Linked DNA regions of Rattus norvegicus: region 2 is linked to region 1. The links are chromatin contacts, called in public Hi-C maps. All regions are on one chromosome and are shown on one strand. The core of a region is the stretch at or near the end of the contact, and the rest is flanking DNA. Distances in the headings are between cores, read along the strand shown.

What was found. Hi-C and Micro-C count contacts between places; a contact is called where the count stands out from the background.
Region 2: a contact with region 1 is called in a Hi-C map of kidney, with 2.6 times the contacts expected there. The contact joins the promoter of Kctd17 here to the promoter of Ncf4 in region 1. A contact is called at or near these places in 9 of 12 Hi-C or Micro-C datasets (the A7r5 cell line, the Rat2 cell line, frontal cortex and 4 more).

Annotation. Positions count from the first base shown.
Region 1 is chr7:111,704,353-111,709,507 of GRCr8, forward strand. It overlaps Ncf4 (neutrophil cytosolic factor 4), which reads left to right and starts at 2,174. Exons shown (of 10, transcript NM_001127304.1): 1 at 2,174-2,438. The coding sequence starts at 2,407.
Region 2 is chr7:111,856,553-111,861,707 of GRCr8, forward strand. It overlaps Kctd17 (potassium channel tetramerization domain containing 17), which reads left to right and starts at 3,004. Exons shown (of 9, transcript NM_001395732.1): 1 at 3,004-3,261; 2 at 4,358-4,466. The coding sequence starts at 3,052. LOC120093822 (a long non-coding RNA gene) reads left to right here. Exons shown (of 3, transcript XR_005487552.2): 3 at 1-1,453.

The sequences.
Region 1 (5,155 bases), core at 924-3,423:
AGCCAGGACAGGGCATGCTGTGACACAGTCTTTCACTAGAGCTATGTAACATTCTCTTGTGGAAGCGATGTCATCATTTCCTGTTTCCTGACCGACTGTTGGCCAACATTCTCCTCTCTGGGCTAAGCTTGTACCTCTGCGTTCACAGACACCCTCTTTCACCGCACCTCTCCCTGCTCCCTGATTGTTTCCTCCAAGAGCTGGGACGCCTTAGCCCCGAGGCCCAGCCAGAGCCTCTGCATCATGTCTAGCTCCTCAGGTGTGAATTCTTCTGAAGCCCAAGGCGCCTGGCTTGCAGTTTTTCGTAGTGCTGACTCCAAACTGCTTCCGCAGCACAATTCAGAGCCAGCTTTTCTCTGGGTTTCACAGTAGTGGGGGCTTTGGGCTTGAGGCTCTGACCCTGGTGTTAACTTGCTCTGTCTACCCGTGGCTGGAAGGCTTCCTCCACTCCTCAGGCACCCAGGTCGATGGCTGAGAAACCCGGTCGACGATTGCTATGATGTCCAGCTTCGCATGAGAACTCAGGGCGGACTTCCTGCCAGCAGTGGTCCATGTGACCTGCACCGGGTCTCTAGCCAGTCACTGGAACCTCATCTTTAATAACACATGTGTTTGCTGTTCCCTAGGCCTGGTTACCAGTCTCCAGCCTCCGTCATGGGTACAATTCTTGCCCATCTCAGGCCCTGCAGATCACCTTTCCCTGTCTTGAACAGGGATCTGTGTGCTCAAAAGACCTAACTCCATGAGCTGTGGCAATTTTACCCTCTGGGAGTAGGACTGACCTTCTATCTTACCTTCCTCTGCCACCCTGATCTGTCTGTGGGGCGCAAATACCTTGATGAACGTACAGTCACTGGTGGAGTGTCCCTCTCCCACTTTCCTGTCCCCTCCTGTGACTTTCTTCAACCTCGTTTCTGTCTCCTCAGGAGCCCATGCCCTGTCTGGTCATAGGGAGGGCAATTCTCACTGGGTCTCTGGATCCAGTTCTATCCTGGGACTCTGGATCCAGTTCTATCCTGGGACTCTGGATCTGTCCACTCTGGCTTGAGTCAGGGCCAGAAGATCCCTTGGGGTGGCAGGATGGAGGTAGGGTATTTTAAAGTAAGGGTCTTGAGGTAAAATTCTATATTCTTGAAGCCAGATCCTGGGGACAATGAGACTGGTTCCAACCCAGTCCTATTTAAGGTGAGAAACGTTGGTGGCTCTGGTTCCTCAGGGAAGGTCCTGTCCTCACAGTCACATTCCCAAGTTGGGGAGATAGGACCCTGATTCGGGCAGGATGGGCAGGCTGCCATCTCTCCTTCTACCTCAGCACACCATCCAGTGAGGCCGGAGGTGGGGGCAGCAAGTAAGGAGGCATGGGGACATCCTGTGGGCTGCTGGGTCCATTCTCCTGGTAGGCTTTGGAGAGCTCCCTGCAAAATCAAGCATTAGAAGGAACTGACAAAGAACTTCCTTTTTCTGCTCACATACTCTGGGTGTCTGCAGGGTGGTGCTGGTCTGGAAGAAGCCTAACACGAAAGCACACAGAACACACAGAGATAGGGAACCCCGACTGGTGGGAGCTTGCTGCAGGAAAAACCCAGAGAGTGGCAGGGAGGTCTGGTTAGAACAGGTCTCTTTCTCAAAGGGCAGCTTCCCAGCTGAGGCCTACAGGAGATAGGAAAGCAGTGTTGGAAGTGAGGAGGCAGTGAGGGAAGACAGAGCTAGGAGAGCAGGCAGCCTACAGGACCTTGAGGATTAGAATAAGGCCAGCCGCAGGTGCATGGAGCTCTTCTGAGAGCCGAGTAGGGAGGAGGAGGAGGCAGATTTTAAGGAGAGCCCCTGTGTGGCTGGAAGCTCTGGGGGGGCTGAACATGGAATCTCAGAGCCCAGAGCACCAGGGTGAGGACAAGATAGGGCACAAGCCAATGACATCCTAGCATAATAGAGGGAGGGAAACCAGGACAGTTTCCTGCAAGAAACAATATCCCCACCAGTCCTTAAGGATGCAGGTTTTGGAAGCATGGGGAAGGGGTTCAGGAAGAAGCATGGATGGACTATCCAGGGCTACAACTGCTCAGTGATGGGTGGAGCTTAGCACTAGAGACAGGCACTGAGGAAGTCCCCAAAGCCAGTGGCCTCACGTAAGCCCAGCACCCAAGCGTGACACTTCCTCAACTGCTGTGCAGCTGGGAAGTGGGTGAGAAGAAGTGTGGAGCCAGGCAGCTCAGAGTCTCAAGGAGGTACTTCAAGGAGGGTCCAGAGAAGCTGGGGAGGGAGGGACCTCCTCAAAGGGTGCTCCCGAGGACACCCCGAGCTTTCAGGAAGCTCCCAGATGCACATAGGAGGAAGTGAGAGGTGAACTCAGCCTCAGCCTGGCTGGGCAAGGCCTTCATCTATCTGCTTTCCTGACTACTGACAGCCATGGCCCTGGCCCAGCAGCTGCGATCAGAGAGGTGAGAGTGCCAGGCTTTTATTCCTATCCCAATAGGTCTGTGGGGGGTGGGGATGAAGGGGGTGGGCATGGGGTTCAGTAAGAGGCTGTCCCTCCTATCACCTGGTATCAGTGGACCAACACAGAGTAGTTGAATTTGGAGGTCTTGCTGAATGATACTGCAGGACCTGCAGGCTCCTGAAGCTGTTTCCAGAGCCTGAACTTTAAAGGTCAGCGCCAGAGAGAAGAATCCTAAGACTCAGAATGGGGATGGCGTGGACGTGGCCAAGGGCCACAGGATGAGTGGGTGGTAGAGCCAGGGAGCAGAGGTGTCCTGGGTGCTATGCTTGGGTTTCAGGTTCCTAGTTCCACACCGTGATCAGGAGAGGCTTTTCCAACTGCTGTTCGACTGAACCAGGCCTCTGCGTGTCCCGACTTTAGGTTCAGATAGCCCAGGCTCTGCTGTCTGACCACTCAACTCCACTTCCTTATCCTACACAGGGCTTAGATGCTTGGCGCGATGTTGGGGGCGGAGTCTCTGTTCTGTCTGCTCTGAGGGTGTTTTAGACTTTTGGATCACGGTTGTGTCTCCGGAAGGCAGAACAGCGCTGGTACACACTAAGTGCTCAATAAATCCAACAGAGATGAAGAATGACCCAGATCTGCCTTGGACAAAGCTGACATTGTACAGAGAGGGACAATGGGACCTGATGGCCCCGAGCCTAGCCACCTCATTCAGTCAGACCTCGCTCAGTGTCTCTATGGATCAAGCAGAAAGCAATGTTAGGAAGCAAGGGGCATGGAGAGTCATCCAGAGGTCTGGATGATGAGGCCCAGGTGGGAGCAAAGGACACATGGGATCTGGATAAAGGGATGGGGTCCCTGTAGGTCAAAGATCAGAGGAAGTTTGCCTGTGTAGTAACAAGAGTTAGTGTTGGGGTGGGGGTCAGAACAGCCTTCTTTCCATAGCTACAGAGAGTGACACTGGGGTGTTGAATAAGGTTGCATGACATGACTCCAGCCATTCTGACCTTCAAGTTCTCCTAGGAGACTGGCAGACATGAATCCTCCAGAAACTGTAGCCACTTGAGGCGTGGGTCCCTTCTTGTTTCTTGGGGCACAAGGTTTCAGACGATGCCTGTGGTAACCATCAGGGATGAGTGTTTCCTCCACCCACTCTGACCTTTCCACAGTTGTCTGCCGCCCTCTGAGGGGCAGCTCCCCTCCTCTGCCCTAGATGGGACTGTAGGCCCAGGTCCTAGAGCCATCAGATCCAGCATCTCGAGTGTCCTCTGTGAGAACCAGCCCGGGGAGATACAGACAAGGAGATAGAGTATGCAGCAACAGCACTTTCTAGAACCTTGAGAACAAATGCCCAATGCTACACTGAGCCCCTGTCCAGCTCCCACTGGACTAGAAGTACCCCTGGCCTGCAGTTTTCAGGACTCTTCCAGATTAGGTCCCCAAGCGCACCCCCACGAGTAGCTCCCGTGAGCACGGAGCCTGGTATGAACCCAGCAAAGTCTGAGTGGGGTCTGAAGGGCATAGCTATCTTCCCAGCCCCTCCCCTTGACCTACACCACAGCCTCCGTCTTCGCACGCTGCCAGGTGACTCACACTGCACCTGCCAGCTTGCCCGCTAGTCACAAGGGGAAGTGGCTGCTGAGAACCTACTAAGCGCCTGGCACCACTCTGGGTGCCTAGGGATGCAGTGTGAGAACAGCCCTGCCCTTACAGGGTTGCGGGGATCCCTGTCACAGAGGGGATCTCCTGACCATATGACATAAGGACTTGACGATGGTCTGTGTTTTCAGAGAGGGTTGGGAGGAACCCGAGGGTGGGGAGAGGCCCCACAAGGTCTCTTCTGACAGGGGCTGAGTAGAATTCTGGCCCTAAGCCAGGCTAGTCTCTGGCCCTGTCTGGCCTGTCATGTCCTCTGACACCAGTGCTACCTAGAACACTTGTATGAGGTTTTTCCACGAGGCAGGAAGATGCCTTGTGTGGGACCTGCCTGCTTTTGGCCTGTTTTTCCTTGTTCTGTCTCCAGTCCTGTGCTCTGGCCATGCCTGCCTCCCTGGGGTTCCTTGAAATTGTCCTACTTACATGCCCCTCAGGAGGCCTTTGTGCTTTCTACTCCCTCTCCTGCCTGAAAGGTTCTCCCTGCTGCCATACACAGCTCTGAGCTCTCCTTACCCTTGTCTGTAGGGAATCCCACTTCCCTCTCGCAGTCCTGACCCCCACAAGCTGTCCTCTGCCACACTGTTGGCTCCTTGAAGGATGTGGTGAAAGTCACCTGTGGAAAGTGCTTGCCCCATGAGGAAACAGAAGGATTACGTATTGGGTATTCAATTTCCCCACTCCTCAGAGCTATGGGGTACTAGAAGCAGAGAGCAGGTCCTTGTGTGCTAAGTCTGTTCTATGGTACAGGCCGCAGAATGTAGGAACAGGCCCAGGACTGGCTCTAGTCCAAGGTCTCTCAGCTTCTTTGTCTCGAATTCCAGTTACCTCATCTGGGCAAGCTCCGTAACCTCTTCAACCTCTCGGTGCTTCACCATCCACACCTTTCCCAGGGTAGCTTTGTCTCCAAGGAGGAGATACTTAGTTCCTGGTGTGCTGTGAGCACTCCCAGCCATTAGTGTTACCCAAATGTCCAGAGTGGCCCATGGTCATTTCTCCCTTTCTACTTCCCTCCTGTCCCACCTGAGCCTCTGAGGGAAGTGGGCGAGGCCACTCTTCCCA
Region 2 (5,155 bases), core at 1,754-4,253, 150 kb after region 1:
TCTGTCTCTCTCTGTCTCCTCTCTCTATCTTCTCTCTCTGTCTCTGCCATGCTTTGTCTCCTCTCTCTGTCTTCTTTCTCGGTCTCTGTCTTCTCTCTCTGTCTTTCTCTATCTCTGTCTTCTCTCTGTCTGTCTCCTCTCTCTCTTTCCCTCTCTCTCTGTCTTTGTCTTTCTCTGTCTCCTGTTTCTGTCTCTCTTCTCCCCTCTCTCCTCTCTTCCTCCTTTACTGCCAAGGCAAGCAGACCCTAGGTTTAATCCTCAATACTGCACTCCACTATATCCCTAAAAAGGGAAACTAAAAATCAACAGTCAATAAACCATGGGAACTGAGCCACACATGATAACTCGTTCTTATGCTTATATAGTACTTGTGCTCAGGTTATTTATCTCAGTAATGAAACAGTAACACAGAGGGAGAACTTTTAGGTGTCTGCCCAGGAGCTTTTCTGTCTGAGGTAGGGGTTCTGAAAAAGGAGAAAAATTTGAGGCAAGCCTTCCTCCTTATTCAACCACAAGGTCCTGGGCCAGCCTCCATCCGACACAGCCAGGACTGGAGCCAAACAATGCCCAGACCTGTGCTGAGCTCCGATTGGCCTGCTCTGCTTGGATCAGCTGGATTGTGTGGACTGTGGTCTCCTCACCTGTGGTGGGGCCTTAAGAAACCCCAGGATTGCCTTAGGAGTTGGGGACACCTTCCGAGTCAGTGAGACAAAGCTTTGAAGCTGGCTCCACTCTCTACTGTAGCCTCCCTCGTCCAGCTGCAGCACAGTCCCTGAGCCTCATTTTATTTACTGTGAGAAAGGCATGGAGATGTCCGATCCATATCCTAGAGTCCCAGAATGATGGCAGCCCATGTGAACCAGGAAAAGCTCTCAGAGAACTGTACCTGCTGCTCTGGTGACTGCCACCATCACCCTTGTCATGACGGAATACCAAGAGCATGGTCTTGAGAACACGGTGGTTAATGAACTTGTCTCTCTGATGGATGCTTTTGGTGTCTATGGCCAGGTACTTATAATAGGGCCCTGGCTGGAGGACACCATAGAAAATAAGTGTGGCCCAAAGGAAGAAGACCTGATCTCCATCCTTGCAAAGGATTTGATCCACTCACCTCTCCAGTGGTGGGTCAGCTTGACACAGTTTAGAATCGCCTGTGAAGAGAGCTAATGAAGAATTGTCTGAATTGGGTTGGCCTGTGGGCATGTCTGTAGGAGATTGTCTTGATTACATTAATTGATGTGGGAAGACCCAGCCCACTGTGGGAGGCACCATCCCCTAGGCTTGGGTCCAGGACTGTGTAAGAGTGGAGACAGTGAGCTGACTGCAAATGTACATTCATTCTCTCTCTGCTCTTGATTGTGGATGTGGCTAGCTGCCTCAAGGTCCTGCAACCTAGACTTTCCTGTAACAAAGGGCTATGGAATTATGAGCCAAATAAACCGTTTTCTTCCTACATTAGCTTTTGGCAGGATGTTAACATTACATCAACAGAAAGTGAAACTAGGCCATCCCTAAGGCAGGTCTTTTTGTACCTGCTGTGTTGTCCTAAAAGGAACAACTGTCCTCAGGAGTTCACTGAACAGTGAGGCGAGAACAGCAGTGACCATGTTCCCTCCAACAGGCTCCCCCCATTTTCCTTTCCCACTCATTCTCCCATCCCAGTAATCACCTTAAATGCCAACGCTAGAGTGACCATCTCCAAACCCCACCCCAAGCCCCCATTTCTCCTTTGCTGAGAGCCTTGGTGCCTCCCCAGTCCTACCACAAACCCCACACTCCCCACTCCCCACAAGGAGAGGCAACTGGGGGGTTCTCAAAAACCTGGGGGAGGGGGCTATTCTAAAACTCCCCTTCTCCCATCTTGCAGAGCAGACCCGTGCCAGCCAGTTGTCTCACCCCCAAACTTCAGTTCTAGCATATATGGGAGCCAAGTGGCACCAGGGCAACCAGTACCTAAACTTAACCTTCTGGATGTTCACGCCTTAAGCGGACTCCTCATCACCAAGACTGGTGTCCACAGCACTCTGGCTTCTGCCCCTCTGGACTTTGTTCTTGTCTTGATCTACCCCTCCCCTCTGTCCGTCCTTGCAGACCAGGGACCATCGGGACCTGCCCAACAAGCCCTATAAGCCAGGGTTGTCTTTACAATCCCTCATCCCCCTAAGCCTTGCCGTCCAGACTGACTCCAGCATTGGGAAGGAGTTGATATGTCTGCGTCTGCTTGCTCTTGGGTGTGGGCAACTGGAAGGTGCAGGGGGCTGGGTGGAGGAGGACTGAGCTTACTGTGGGAGCTCTGGCCTGATCCTTAACAACCCTGGGAAACGCACAGGAAACGGACTGGACTCTAGTATGGAATCCACCACACAGTCCCTTTACTTCTGTGACCACATCTGTGCCATTGTGTTTGTGATACCAATCCAGCAGGGCTTCGGGAAGCTTAAAGGGGTAATATGTATGTTCACACAGCTTCTGCCACACAGCCAGCAACCAACTACATGTCCTCAGAGAATTTAGGAGGAGGTAAAGACTTCATCCCTGTGATCTTTACCACACACAGGACAAAAAGAAACACTGCTGCTTTGGCTCAGTAGTTTAGCATACCAGAGGCCCAGGTTTCCAACTCCAGTAAAACACACGCACATGCGCATGCATGGGTATGCACACACGCACATGCTCATTCACACACAGGCACGTGTGCCTATTTTTAAAAGTAGGTTCAGGTAAATATAGGAATCTCTGGAGGAAGAAAGTTCTTCTCAGGACAGGTATTCCTCAGCTGCCCCACCACCACCACCACCACCACGGAGAACAATTGGGGGGAATAGCCAATTGAGGGAATCACTGTTTTTCCAGGGCCCCAGACTTCTGCAAACCAAGCAGTTTGGCCACAAGGAGATACCAAGTGATAGATCGCCAAGAAAGGTAATGTGGGGCGGGACATGCTGTCGGAGCAGCACCAGGACAAGCGCAGAGCATCCCAGCCCTGGCTCCAGACTACAGCTCCCGGCATGCCCCACACCTGGTACCCGCCCGCTGCGTGCGGAGGGAAGGATGCAGACACCGCGGCCGGCGATGAGGATGGAGGCCGGGGAGGCAGCGCCACCGGTGGGGGCGGGCGGCCGCTCTGGGGGCGGCTGGGGCAAGTGGGTGCGGCTGAATGTGGGGGGCACGGTGTTCCTGACCACCCGCCAGACGCTGTGCCGGGAGCAGAAGTCCTTCCTCAGCCGCCTGTGCCAAGGCGAAGAGCTGCAATCGGACAGGGTGAGCCTTGAGCCCGCTGACGGGAGGTGACCTGGCCCCGCTCTCCCTTCTGTCCCGCTTGCGCGTCCCTCGGCCTCTGGCTTTCCTAGGATTCTGAGGCGGGGAGCCGAGGCAGGAGGAGGGGGAGGAAACGGAGCCTAGAGGAATAGCTATGCCCATTGCCGTGGCAACGGGACAGCACAGGCCGCAGCCATTTGGAGCTGTGGAGCGCTGCCCTGGATCCCGGACGCTTCCTTACTAAGGAGCGCTGGGGAGGGACCGACAAAGCGGGCCTGCCTTACTGCCCTGGCTGACTCTTAAAGAAGTTGATGCGGCTGCTTCTCCCCGCCCTTGGGGTGTGGGCAGCTGAAGAGTGCAAGGAACTGGGTGGAGAAGGCCTAGGTGTCTTGGAGCTGAGCTTAATGTGGGGAAGAGCACTGGCTTTGAGATTCCACTTGTGGGCTCACCCTGCTGGGAGGAGGAGTGACCTGGGAAGAGAAGGGAACTTCCCTGCTCTGACTTTGGCCTCCTCATGTGCAAGGCCTCTGGAGTTAGCTTGTCAAAGTTCCCTGTCCCCCATTCTGTGGCCCTCTTACACTGTGTCCTTGGGTGAGTCCCCTGCTTCTTGATGTCTCAGTCTTCTGTGCTAGGTTGTACAGATGCCAGTCCCTGCAGGCTGCAAGTGTCCAATCAGAGTGTAGCTTTTTTGGACACTTGCAAACATCTAGTGGATAGTAGGGTTGCCTGGGGGGAACAGCCTCCAAGAGGGAAACTTTCCTAAGAGGGAAATTCACTGGGTCCTGTGCTGAGTGAGGTGGGGGTCACTCAGAAATCTGGTCACCCTCTATGCTCACATCTAATCCTCTGATAACAGGGTGGGGGGGCGGGATAAGGGAGGGTAGATGCTCCAGAGACCAGATGATTGGCTCAAGGTCACACAGCCCAGAAAAGGCAGAGGTAGAGTTTGCACCCAGATCCTTACTGCTCTATCTCTCTCCGCTTCCTCTCTTCTATAGTCATTTTCCAATCTGTAGTGACTTGAGCTTATATGGGGGAGGGGGCGCTGATTTGGGGAAGCTTGCACACCTCTCAGTGCCTGTGGTCCTCTCCTCCACAGGATGAGACCGGGGCCTACCTCATTGACCGTGACCCCACCTACTTCGGGCCCATATTGAACTTCCTCAGGCATGGCAAATTGGTGCTGGACAAGGACATGGCTGAGGAGGGTGAGTTGGTCCATTGCACTGGTCTGGGTCTCTCTACAGCCTACCAGAGCCTTCAGGGGAGGCCTAAAACTCCACTTGTAGCCAGGACAGCATCTATGTTTCTCCATTATTTTCTGCCTGTCCTAGAGTGGAGTCCCATTCTCCAGGTCTCTGCCACACTGACAGATCCCAGTGGTCACTGGGAAAATGATGTGGAAACAGGAAGTGGTCAAAAGGAACCAGCAAGGTCCCAAAACATCTGATGCCTTTGGGAATGAATGACCCCTCTCCTTGGCCTTCTGGCAAGCCAGGTGTGGCCTGTGACGCCACAGGAAGAGTTATGTCTCCTTTCTCTGCCTTATTCTGTGTCTCCCAAGCAGGGGCTTGCCATCAGCCAGTAGGTGAAATTTGTGATTCTAGAAGCTGGCAGCCTCTACGGCCCAGTGGCTTGTTGGGGAGGTGGGGTGCTATTCCTAGTAAAAGTTTGGCTTTTCCCAGACCTCTGAAGACTCATAGCCGGGCCCAGCTGTTGTGGAAGCAGAGTGGCGAATGGGTCAGAGCAGGGACTGCATTCATCCCCAAACCACCAGCTCTCCTCAGACTTGACTGAGCTCTGGATCAAGTCAGGCTGGCTCAGATATGTCAGTTTTCTTTGAGTCTCTTGGTGTCTACAAAAAAACAAAACAAAACAAAAAAAAACACATCATGAC